2 separate regions of the Anas platyrhynchos genome follow, and region 2 is linked to region 1. A link is a contact called in public Hi-C data. All regions are on one chromosome and are shown on one strand. Each heading gives the region's core, a stretch centred on a gene start, on an enhancer-like site or on the middle of the called end of the contact. The rest is flanking DNA. Distances are from core to core; before and after follow the strand shown.

The links. A called contact is a pair of places that touch in the nucleus more often than the background predicts.
Region 2: a contact with region 1 is called in a Hi-C map of skeletal muscle, with 5 times the contacts expected there. The contact joins two enhancer-like sites. A contact is called at or near these places in 3 of 8 Hi-C or Micro-C datasets (liver, skeletal muscle and subcutaneous adipose tissue).

What each region holds. Positions count from the first base shown.
Region 1 is chr1:1,487,209-1,492,341 of IASCAAS_PekinDuck_T2T, reverse strand. NRF1 (nuclear respiratory factor 1) reads right to left here. Exons shown (of 13, transcript XM_072038291.1): 7 at 4,575-4,772; 8 at 2,861-2,962; 9 at 401-558. Among named protein-coding and RNA genes, the nearest start is that of NRF1, 26 kb to the right of the region's middle. Within about 2 kb of position 1,976, at least 2 of the 8 cell types and tissues checked have an H3K27ac peak or open chromatin away from gene starts, as enhancers often do.
Region 2 is chr1:1,527,164-1,531,797 of IASCAAS_PekinDuck_T2T, reverse strand. It overlaps UBE2H (ubiquitin conjugating enzyme E2 H), which reads left to right. Exons shown (of 7, transcript XM_027461640.3): 7 at 1-426. Among named protein-coding and RNA genes, the nearest start is that of UBE2H, 44 kb to the left of the region's middle. Within about 2 kb of position 2,812, at least 1 of the 8 cell types and tissues checked has an H3K27ac peak or open chromatin away from gene starts, as enhancers often do.

The DNA.
Region 1 (5,133 bases), core at 727-3,226:
CCGAGGCAGCACACAACTGGTGAAATTTGGCCTTTTAGCAAGGAACTGTTACTAATTCTGAAGGATACACAGACCAGCGTACCAAAAGGCACTATCAGCACGTTAGGGCTCTTATCAGCAAGCTCAGCCCTGTAACCGGACCCTTGCTGAACCCAAACCATTCAGGGGGTACAGTTACCACCTAGCGTTTCCCCTTTCAGGAAATTTCCATGTCAGGGTGCTCCTACTGTTACAGTGGAAACTGAAAACTATCCTGCAGTCTCCTGTACGCACGTTGAACTAGGAATTTGCTAAGAAAAAGCCTCTGTGGGACTGCAGAGAGTGTCTTTTTACTATCAGAGTGAAAACCTAGAAGAAAGCACCCGCGTGCAGCCTTCTAGCCTTCTCCTCTCTCCCGTACCTGTTGAGTGCCATGGTAACAGTCGCTCCTTGCTGCATCTCCTGAGATGCTGCCACTGCTGCTTCTGCTAACGATGCCACTGCCTGCGTGGCCTCCGATGCCTGCGTCGTCTGGATGGTCATCTCGCCCCCCTGTAGCGTTGCCCAGTTCTGCTCCACCTACGGAGGAAGAAAAAGAAGAAAGGTCCCATGAAACGAGGAAATCAGATAGTTTCAAGAAGTCTTTGGAGAACTTTGCATGTACTCTGACTCTCTCCCAGAGACTCTGACAGGGAAAACAGCTGCTATTCTGCACACGTTCAACCTTCAAGCAAGAATTTTAGTTCTCGTGCACGTGGAAGGTGCCCCCCCAAACATCTGTGAAGCACCTCACACTCCCACAAACCCCTTTTATTCAGCCATGCCCAGCAGAAAATGGGACAGCAGTCAGATCACTGCCTGCCAGGCACTTTTTAAAGCAGCCACACTGCTGTGGTGCTGGAAGCTCAGCACAGATCACCATCCCACAGGGAAAAGGGCTGCACGTGCCTCCCTGTTTCCATTTGTCTGCGCCCATCCCATCATTTTGGGGAACCATATTCCCATTTAGGATTTATTTGTGCTGGACTTGGCTCAAGCTCACCTAAAGCTCACAACTGGAACTTGTTTTGCTGCAGTAATGCACTTAATAAATGAAAATGGCCATCCACAACTGCTTCACTCTCCTGTGCCCACAGCTGAACCTGGGCAAAAGGATCCAAAGCAGGGAGGAAGCAGCGACAGGACATTGAGACAAGGTGAAAAGAAGCCGAGTTAAGAGAAGGCAAAGTCTTTTAGGCAAGAAGGAACCGAGTCTGAGTGCCTCGAGAGGAAGAAGTCGCAGATGGGAGGGATCTCAAGAGAGTTGGACTGAGTTTGTGCTGCTCCCTAGCCATGCTGAAATCAAAGCAAAGCAAGCCTGAGCAGGGAAAGGTTCCCTTCCTTCCCAGCACCACGCAGCAGGAGAACATCCATATATTCTGCAAATACAGGTATTCAGCAGTCAGATGAATGAGCACCCTGCAAAATGCCTAGGCTGTTCCAAAACAGGGAAGGAGTAAGGCCTGGAAAGGGAGGAGGAATTGTCCGGGCCCTTCTCTGCACCAACACAAAAGTTGGGCTGCTGAGATCGTAGCAAGCATCCCTGCTCCGTGTTGCTCTGCATCCTATAAACACCTCTGCTTACTCAGAGCTAACTCACATCTCCACGCAGGATGACAGCAAGGCAGAAACATCCTTAGAGATGCTGCCAGCAGGCTGTGGATCAGCTGCACACAGCAATCCCAGCCATTCACCAATGAAAAAAAAACTTTAGTATCTTTATTTCATTAAATATCTCTTAAACATTTAATTTACAGAAGGAATTAGGTGCCTGTGCTCCCTTAATTTCTGTTTGTTCCTCTGAAAATTTTTCTTCCAGGTGTCAAGAGACATCTAAAGAGGGTTCTGAAAATCCTCAAAGTACCTCAAGGTCACAGCCAGGCTGCTTCCCTTTGCTTCCCAGCTGGAAGCAGGGTCTTGTGCAGAACAACACTGTTCTGTGCTGCCACCTGTCGCCCTGAAAGCCTCCCTTGCACAGAGCTGACCAGACCCCACTGCTCCTGCACAGACCATCTGCAGCCAGGCAGCCTGGCACGCAGCAAAGGGGCAGAAAGCTGCCTGCAGCCTCAGGGATTTACAGGGGAGTTAGTGGGGGAAAAAGAAGTTAAAAAAAAAAAAAAGTTTCCTCGTGGTCTTTAAACTTTTATTAACATGATTTAAAAAAGAAGCGGAAAAAATAAACGTGTGCAAGTTTGAGAGGTCAGATTTGAGGGCTGAAGTGGTCTGGTGGAGTCCTCAACTGAAGGAGTTTTGCCCAGTTTTAGAGCACTGGAAGAAGCTTTCACAGTACATGGCACGGTACTGTGCTCTGCAGTACCTCATGCTGTCTCAAATATAACGTGCATTTATGAAGCTCTCTCCGGTATTCACTGGCAAACCTCTCTAAAAGCTGCAGAAGAACAGTCCCATTTTGTCCAGAGATCAGTAGCTGAAGAACCACACCATTTGCCCACAGCCATGCAATGTCCTCTGCTAACCACAGGCTCAGGATACCCCAGGTGTCACCCCCAACCCTGAAGTGGCAAAGCTCAGGATCTGGAGCACACGTGAAACAATTATCCCAAACAAATACAGAAACGTGGATTTGTGCAGTTAAGTCTCTATCTGCTAGAGCAGATCTCCCAGAATTAATGTACAGGACATTAAAACCGGATGAAATTCAGCACTGAGGCTTCTGCCATAATTGTTTGTGTGCTCCTGAGTCAAAACAACAACAGCTCAGCACTTTGTATGTGAAATTTCATATAGTTTCGTATATTTTAACCATGAACACCGCAGGGTTGGTGTTTTTTTGTGACTTAACTGTGACAAATTTGTCAAATTCTTTGTCAAAAACCCTTACCTCTCCGTCAGTCACTGCGGAGTAATTGACTTGTGCGACGGTGACCGTGGTAGGCAACTCGGAGGCATCAGCCAGCGTGGCAACTGTAGCACCGGTGCCAACCTGCAGGAGCCAAAAAGACGCAGCTGAAGACGTTTTTTTATTGCAGGGAAACATCCATATCATTCAGACAAAGCGACAGTCAAACGCTCTCAGGTTACAAGGCATGGCATCTACAGAGAATAATAGTAGTGGGCAGAGCTCATGGAAAATCCTGAGCTGTCTCCAAGGGGAAAAAATAACATGTTGAAGCAGTGTCAGCCTGCAGCAGCTTCCAGAGTGGGGACGGGGCCCAGAAGCAAGCTTTGCACAGCCCTTGTGCTGTCCTCTAACCACAGACCCTATTTTCCTAGCCTTGTAAAGAACAGCTGCAGGATACCACTCCCTTTTCCAGGTGTGAGCAGGGTGCACAGGTGGAACCAACACGCTTCTCCCACCCCGTGGATGTCGTGTTAAAAAAAAAAAAGGCAAAATCTGGGAGATGTGCAGCCTTGTTTCTAAGCAGAATTAAACCTGTAGGTGCTAGAAAGTCGATGGGATCTCAGGTGCTGGGCACCTAGGAGAACACTATCAAAAGGAAAACGTCTGTTAGCAGGTGAGCAAACAGCCAGCTTGGCAGCTCTACTGGGCCTTGGGGGAGCAGAAGGCTGGGCCAATTCACTGAAAAGCTTTCATTTGAAAAGCAAACAAGAAAACAAAAGCAAAACAAAAATAAAGTCCACGTCCTGAGCTGCCAGAAGCTGCCGCCCCACATGGAGAAGGGAATAGAGCAGCAGCAACTTCTGCTCTGAATCCCCTAAAGCAGTCTGACAAACATCCTTCCCTCAGGGGGCAGCTTAAGAATTACTGTATTTATATCTTCCACGCTTCAGGTGTAAGAGCAGGGGATGCAGAAGCACCTAATGCCATGGATTAAGACAGATTTCATGCCATTAAAGAAAGGCAGTCCCATCACATTTCCTCCTGTCACTTCATCCCGTGGCCACCACTGGTTCTGTGTGGCCACGTGAGCCGTGTCTCTGTTTGGGAACAGGGACAGGAGCAGGTGCAAGCAACAAAGTTGTGTTTTTGCAGTAGAGAATTACTTCTCTGTATTCCAAGGTAGTTGTGTAGTCATAATAAGAAGTGCTAAGTAGATAAGTGGACAGTAGAAGGGCCTCACTGTTCCAAAATAAGGTAGAATCTCGAGAAAAACAGGCTGAGCAGTGTGAGAACAGTAAAACAAAGATCCCAAGTTCTCAAAACATAAGAAAGGAGAAAGTAAAGGGTTGAAAAGAAGAAAAATTGTACATATCTGGTATAGAGGAGCATCAACTAGCTTGTGAACCTGCAGTACTCAGCCAGGCATCAGGTAATAGGGAATAAAAGGTTATGATTTATTTACTAAAATGTGCTCCTGATTGGCAGAATGCCCACCATTGCAATTGAGAATAAAATAACTTCACAGAATATCCTGTCTGAAGAAAATTGAGATGATTCTCACAGCAGGGGAGAGAGAGGATGGGACTTCTCCTTTGAGCATGAGCGCTGGCTTAATGAGAAGAGATTGATAAAGAGAATTCCTGATGGACAAGGCAAGCTACCAAAAGGAGTAGTTTGCTCTGAACCACCTCCTAGAGGCATGCGAGTTGATCCTGAGCCAGCCGTGCTGGGAATGCTGGAGGGCTTTGCTCACCTGGATGAGGGACACGGTGCCATCGGGGTTGCTGAAGGTTTGTACCACTGTCTGTGAGGGCACCAGGTGCGCGATGCTGTGCGTGGTCGTGGTCTGCTGCTGCGTCTGCTGGTCCTCGAAGGCGTAGAGCAGGTCCTCACGGCCGTGCTGCTTGTAGCAGTTCTTCACGATAGTCCGCAACGCCTGGGTCCACGACACCTGCCAGGAGAATCAGGAAGGAGTTGAGAGCGTGTAAAAACCTTCCTGAATCATTTCAATGCTGCTACAGCTGTGATTTGCATGCTTACCTCATCTGGGTGCTTTTCAATAAATCCTCAAACAAAAATGCCCCCAGTACCTAATCCCTCCATCCCCAGGACTTAAAAACTACCCTAAGAACCACTGAATTTCTGTGCATGGACACAGAACAAGCACACTTGACTAAGGGGAAGGGTATATTTCTCAATCAAATGTTTCTCTGCCTTTCAAGGAATCTTAAGGAATTGAGGCCAACACACAGAAAATCACCTCCACCTTGAAAGGACTGAGGACACAGCGCCATTTGATGACACGGAGCCAT
Region 2 (4,634 bases), core at 1,563-4,062, 39 kb before region 1:
GGACTGAGATGGATTTCCAGTCGGGACGTTGAATGTTACCTGCTGTATTTTATTTTATTTTTTTTTGGGGTAGGGGGGGAGGTTCTGAGGGGTTTGGACAAGGATTATTTTCGTTTGTGGTGCAACCTACAAGGACGGTGCATGGAAAATCCACCCACCCTGCGCAACCCTCGAGCGGAGTTTTTGGGTCATTTTGGGATGTTTTTCCTTTTCCCAGAAGTTGTTGGGTTTTTTTTTTTGTTTTTTTTTTGCCTTTAGGAACGCCACCGAGCTTTGAGTCAGCGGGGTTGGAAGGTTACAATCCTCTCATTCATAAAGCACAATCAATTTTTTTTCGTCGTCGTTTCGGAGAAAAAGAAAAAAAAAGAAAAAAACCTCGTACCATTTTGCTTTAGCATGATTTTCCTTAATAAAAATATACAAAGAGTTTCCTTTATGTTAATTACGGGCATGAAGCAAAGGGTTTTAAAGGGTTTTAAAGGGTTTTCCTCCCCTTTTCCCCTCCGCACCCCTTTTTTTTAATTTTTTTTTTCTGTTTTGAAGCAGTAATGTAGGGCTGTGGCTAGTGACTGTGCTGAAGTTCTCTATCTAGCATTTGTGGCTTGTTGGAAGGGTAATTTTTAACTATTTATCATGTAAAGGTGTACTTAACTCTTATCTAGCACGCTGTTTTTTCTCATTTTTTTGGGGAAAAGGGGGGGGCACGGGGGGCTGGCACCGTTTTTACCTCGCTTCCCTGCCCACCCCTGCCGTCTGCTTGTGCTGTGACCTCTCCTCTAGGTGCTACGTAGGAGTAGAGCGAGTGCTGGGTGGTGATTTCGGTTTAAAAAGGAGAAAAAAAAAAAAAAAAACACAATAAAAAATTTGTATTTTTTCAATATTGTATTAAAAAAAAAAAAAAAATAGTGTTCTGATTAACCTCCTCCCCCTTCCTTTGCAGGTAACCTTTTCTTGTCCCCTTCCAGGTCAGATTCGAGGCATCGAGCTCGCCCCTTCCCCTCTCCTTTTAGGGGATGAGCGCGATCCTAAAGAAGGCGCCCCTAAAATAACGGGGTGAGGACGCAGCAGGGCTCGTGGATGCTGGATGGGGGGCTCTAGAGCTGTTTTTTTCTTGGAAAATGCCCCTGACCGGGGCTGAGCTGTGCCCAAAATCACCACCCTGGCACCCTGCCCTTGCTGCACGATGCTTTTAGGGCAAGATGCTTTTAGGGGATGAGCTGGAAAAGGGTCGGGGCCGCCTGCTTGTGGCCTCCTTGCACCACTCTTATTTTTTTTTTGTTTTTTTCCCTTCATTTTATGTCATTTTTTCACCTTTTGGTTTCCGAGTCTTCCTCCTCCTCCTCCCGAAAGAAGTAGTTTGTAAATAAAACCCTCTGCGTGGTCCGGAAGGAAAAGGTGGAGCCCTCCTGCAGCTCTTCTTTGGGTCAGTTTGAGCTTTTTTTGGGTTATTTCATGAATAATTAAAACAAGATTGCTGCCACCTTGCCCTCTGCTGTGGGGACGGGAGCTGCTCAGCCCCCCCTCAGCCCCAGGCTCGTCCCTGGGTCCCCAAACCCATATCCCCTTTGTTCTTTAGGGTTTTTTTTATGCAACCCCAAAACCTGCCTCGCCTCTTGGTGCACCAACCACCCCACCCAGCTCCTTGGGGACCCCTTGGTGGCACCGAGGCCGTGGTCCCCATCCCAATCCCCAAACGTCTGACCCCACAGATGGAGCCCACAAAGCCCCTTTGCGACCATCCCGAGACCCCACAGCCTGGCTGGGACGAGCAGACCCCAATGGGGGTGGGATGGCGGGGCAGGGCGGGAGGTGTTTGACCGTTTTCTCTTCTTTTTGCTTCTTTTTGACCTGTCCCAGTCCCGCTGGCACTTTAAGCAGGGGTGTTTGAGAACTGGCCATGGTCTTACTGCCCGTGTGATACTTGAAGAGATCGGGGTGTTTTGCAATTCATTCGAGTCAAAGGGTTTGGTTTTCTTTCTTTTTTTCCCTTTTTTTCCTTTTTTTTCCCCTTTTTTTTCCTTTTTTTTCCCTTTTTTTTTCCCTTTTTTTTCCTTTTTTTTTTCCTTTTTTTTTCCCCTTTTTCCTTTTTTTCCTTTATTTTCCTTTTTTTTTCCTTTTTTTTTCCTTTATTTTCTTTTTTTTTTCCCTTTTTTTTTCCTTTTTTTTTCCTTTTTTTCCCTTTTTTTTTTTTTCCTTTTTTTTTTTCTTTTTTTTTTTTTTTTCCTTTTTTTCCTTTTTTTTGGGGGGGGGTTCCTTCCCCTTTTTGTTTTTCCCCCCTTGCGTCGTGATGTAGTGGGCACGTCGCCGCCCGGCCCCACCGCCTCCTCCTCTCCGCCTATAACCTCTCCCCGAGTTGTGTATAATGAAAGAACTGTAAACTTTTATTTCTTTTTTTTTTTTTTTTTAAATAAAAAAATAATGTCTATACCTCGGAGCCTGCCTCCTGCTTCAGCCCCCACAGCTCCTCCTGCCGTGTCCTGGGGGATTTGATGTTGTTTTTTGGAGATTTTGCAGCCAAATTGGGGCTGGGAGCAGAGCTCGGGGCTCTCCCAGTGCCTTACTGGGGATACTGGGAGAGCCCCCCTGCTCCTGGTCACCTGCTTGTGCCATGGATTTGGGCGCTGGGGGAGTCCCAGCACCCTGAAAGCTCCGTCTGATGGGGGGGGGACACCCAAAAATGGGGCTGGGCTGTGCCAGGTCTTGAGCGCACCCCAATTCTGGGCACTGGGGCGCAGGGTAATTAACGCCCATGGGATTTGGGGTCCCCACAGGTGACATTTTGGGGGGACAGGACAGGGATGTCACCCTCCTGGCTGGTGGCAGGGTGCCACCTGCTGCCAGCAACCAGCCTGGCACCCTTGGGTGACACTGGGTGCTGGGGGGGGGTGACACCCCGTCCTGGGGCCACCACCAGCCTTGGGGAGGGAGTAGGGCATGGGGCACAGCTTTTTGCGCCCCTCTTTTTGCCCAATTCAGTTTTTTTTTTAGGGCCAGCTGGGGGTGGCGCTGTCCCTTCTGCCCAGCAGGTGGCCCCCGAGCCCCACCAGTAGCCTCCCACTCTGCCCAGTACGCGCGCAACTGGTGCGCCTCCGTGTCCCCCTCCCACCCCACCGAGCTCAATGGGTTTGGGGCACGGCGTGGCCGGGGTTGGGGACTTTGGGGACACGCAGAGAGGGGTGGGTGCTGCTTGGTGCCCCCAGGAGCCATCTCATGGGGCTTTTGTGCCAGCCCTGAAAGGTTCTGGATGCCTTCTCTGTGGGGCTCCGGGTGCCGGCTCCATGGGGCTTTGGGGTTTTTCCCCCATGGAGCTTTGGGTGCCAGCCCTTAAAGTCTCTGGGTGCCTGCCCCGTGGGGTTTTGGGTGCCATCTCCATGAGGCTTTGGGTGCCTTCTTCATGGGGCTTTTGGTGCCATCTCCATCAGATTTTGGGTTTCTTCCCCAAAGGGAAGGGCTTTGGGTTCCTTCTTCATGGGGTTTTGGGTGTCTTTCCCATGGGGTTTTGGGTGCCTTTCCCACAGGGCTCTGGGTGCCATCTCCGTGGGGTTTTGGGTGCCTTCCCCATGGGGCTTTGGGTGCCTTCTTCATGGGGTTTTGGGTGCCATCTCCATGGGGGTTTGGGTGCCATCTCCATTGGGTTTTGGGTTTCTTCCCCAAAGGGCTTTGGGTTCCTTCTCCATGGGGTTTTGGGTGCCTTCCCCATAGGGCCTTGGGTGCCTTCTCCATGAGGCTTTGGGTGCCTTCTTCATGGGGTTTTAGGTGCCATCTCCATGGGGTTTTGGGTGCCTTCCCAAAGCCCCCCCATGGGGGGCGAGCGGGATGTCCCCCCTGCTCCACATTTAACCCCCGTGTCCCAACGGGTGGCTGGGACCCCACAGCTCCCAGGGGGACCCCAAATCTTCCCCCATCCCCTTTTCCAGGCTGGATCGGTGAACCCAAAGGACCCCATCCCTATCTGTGGGGACGGGGACGTGCGGCTCGGAGCGGGCACGGAGACAGGTGACCCCAAGGGCTATGGGGGACACCTGAGCCCTCTCCTCCTGCCCCGTGCCGGCTCCGGTTACGGCCCCGAATTGTTCCCCCGGCTGGAAGAAATGCCGTCAGCGCCGCGGCTCGGATCGCTGCCCATTACTAATGCATGATGCTCCGGCTGTGCCCGGCCCCCCCGCCACGGCGTGAGCCCCCCCTGCGCCTCCCGAACCCCTCGGGGAGGGACAGGGATGGGTTTGGGGTAGGGACCCCAATCCCGATGTGCTGGCAAACGTCGCCCTCCTCCCCGTGGTCGGGGGTCCTGCCCCATATCTACCACCAAGGGCCCCCCCGTGCTCCTTGGTTTGCGGCTCCTGTTCCCAAAGGGAGATTTTTTCCTCCTCTCCCGTGCCCCCAAATTTCTCTGGGAACTATTTCGGGTCTTTAGGGACCATCCCAGATCTTGGGGACCTCGCCAGGCTCATGGGGACCACCCAAGGCATCTCCCGTCCTTGGGGACCATCCTGGGCTTTTGGGGACCATCCCGGGCTTTTGGGGACCATCCCGGGCTCTTTGGGACCATCCCAGGTTCTTTGGGATCATCCTGGGATTTTTGGGACCACCCCACATCTTGGGAACCAACCTGGGGGAACCCAAGCCCGGCAGCT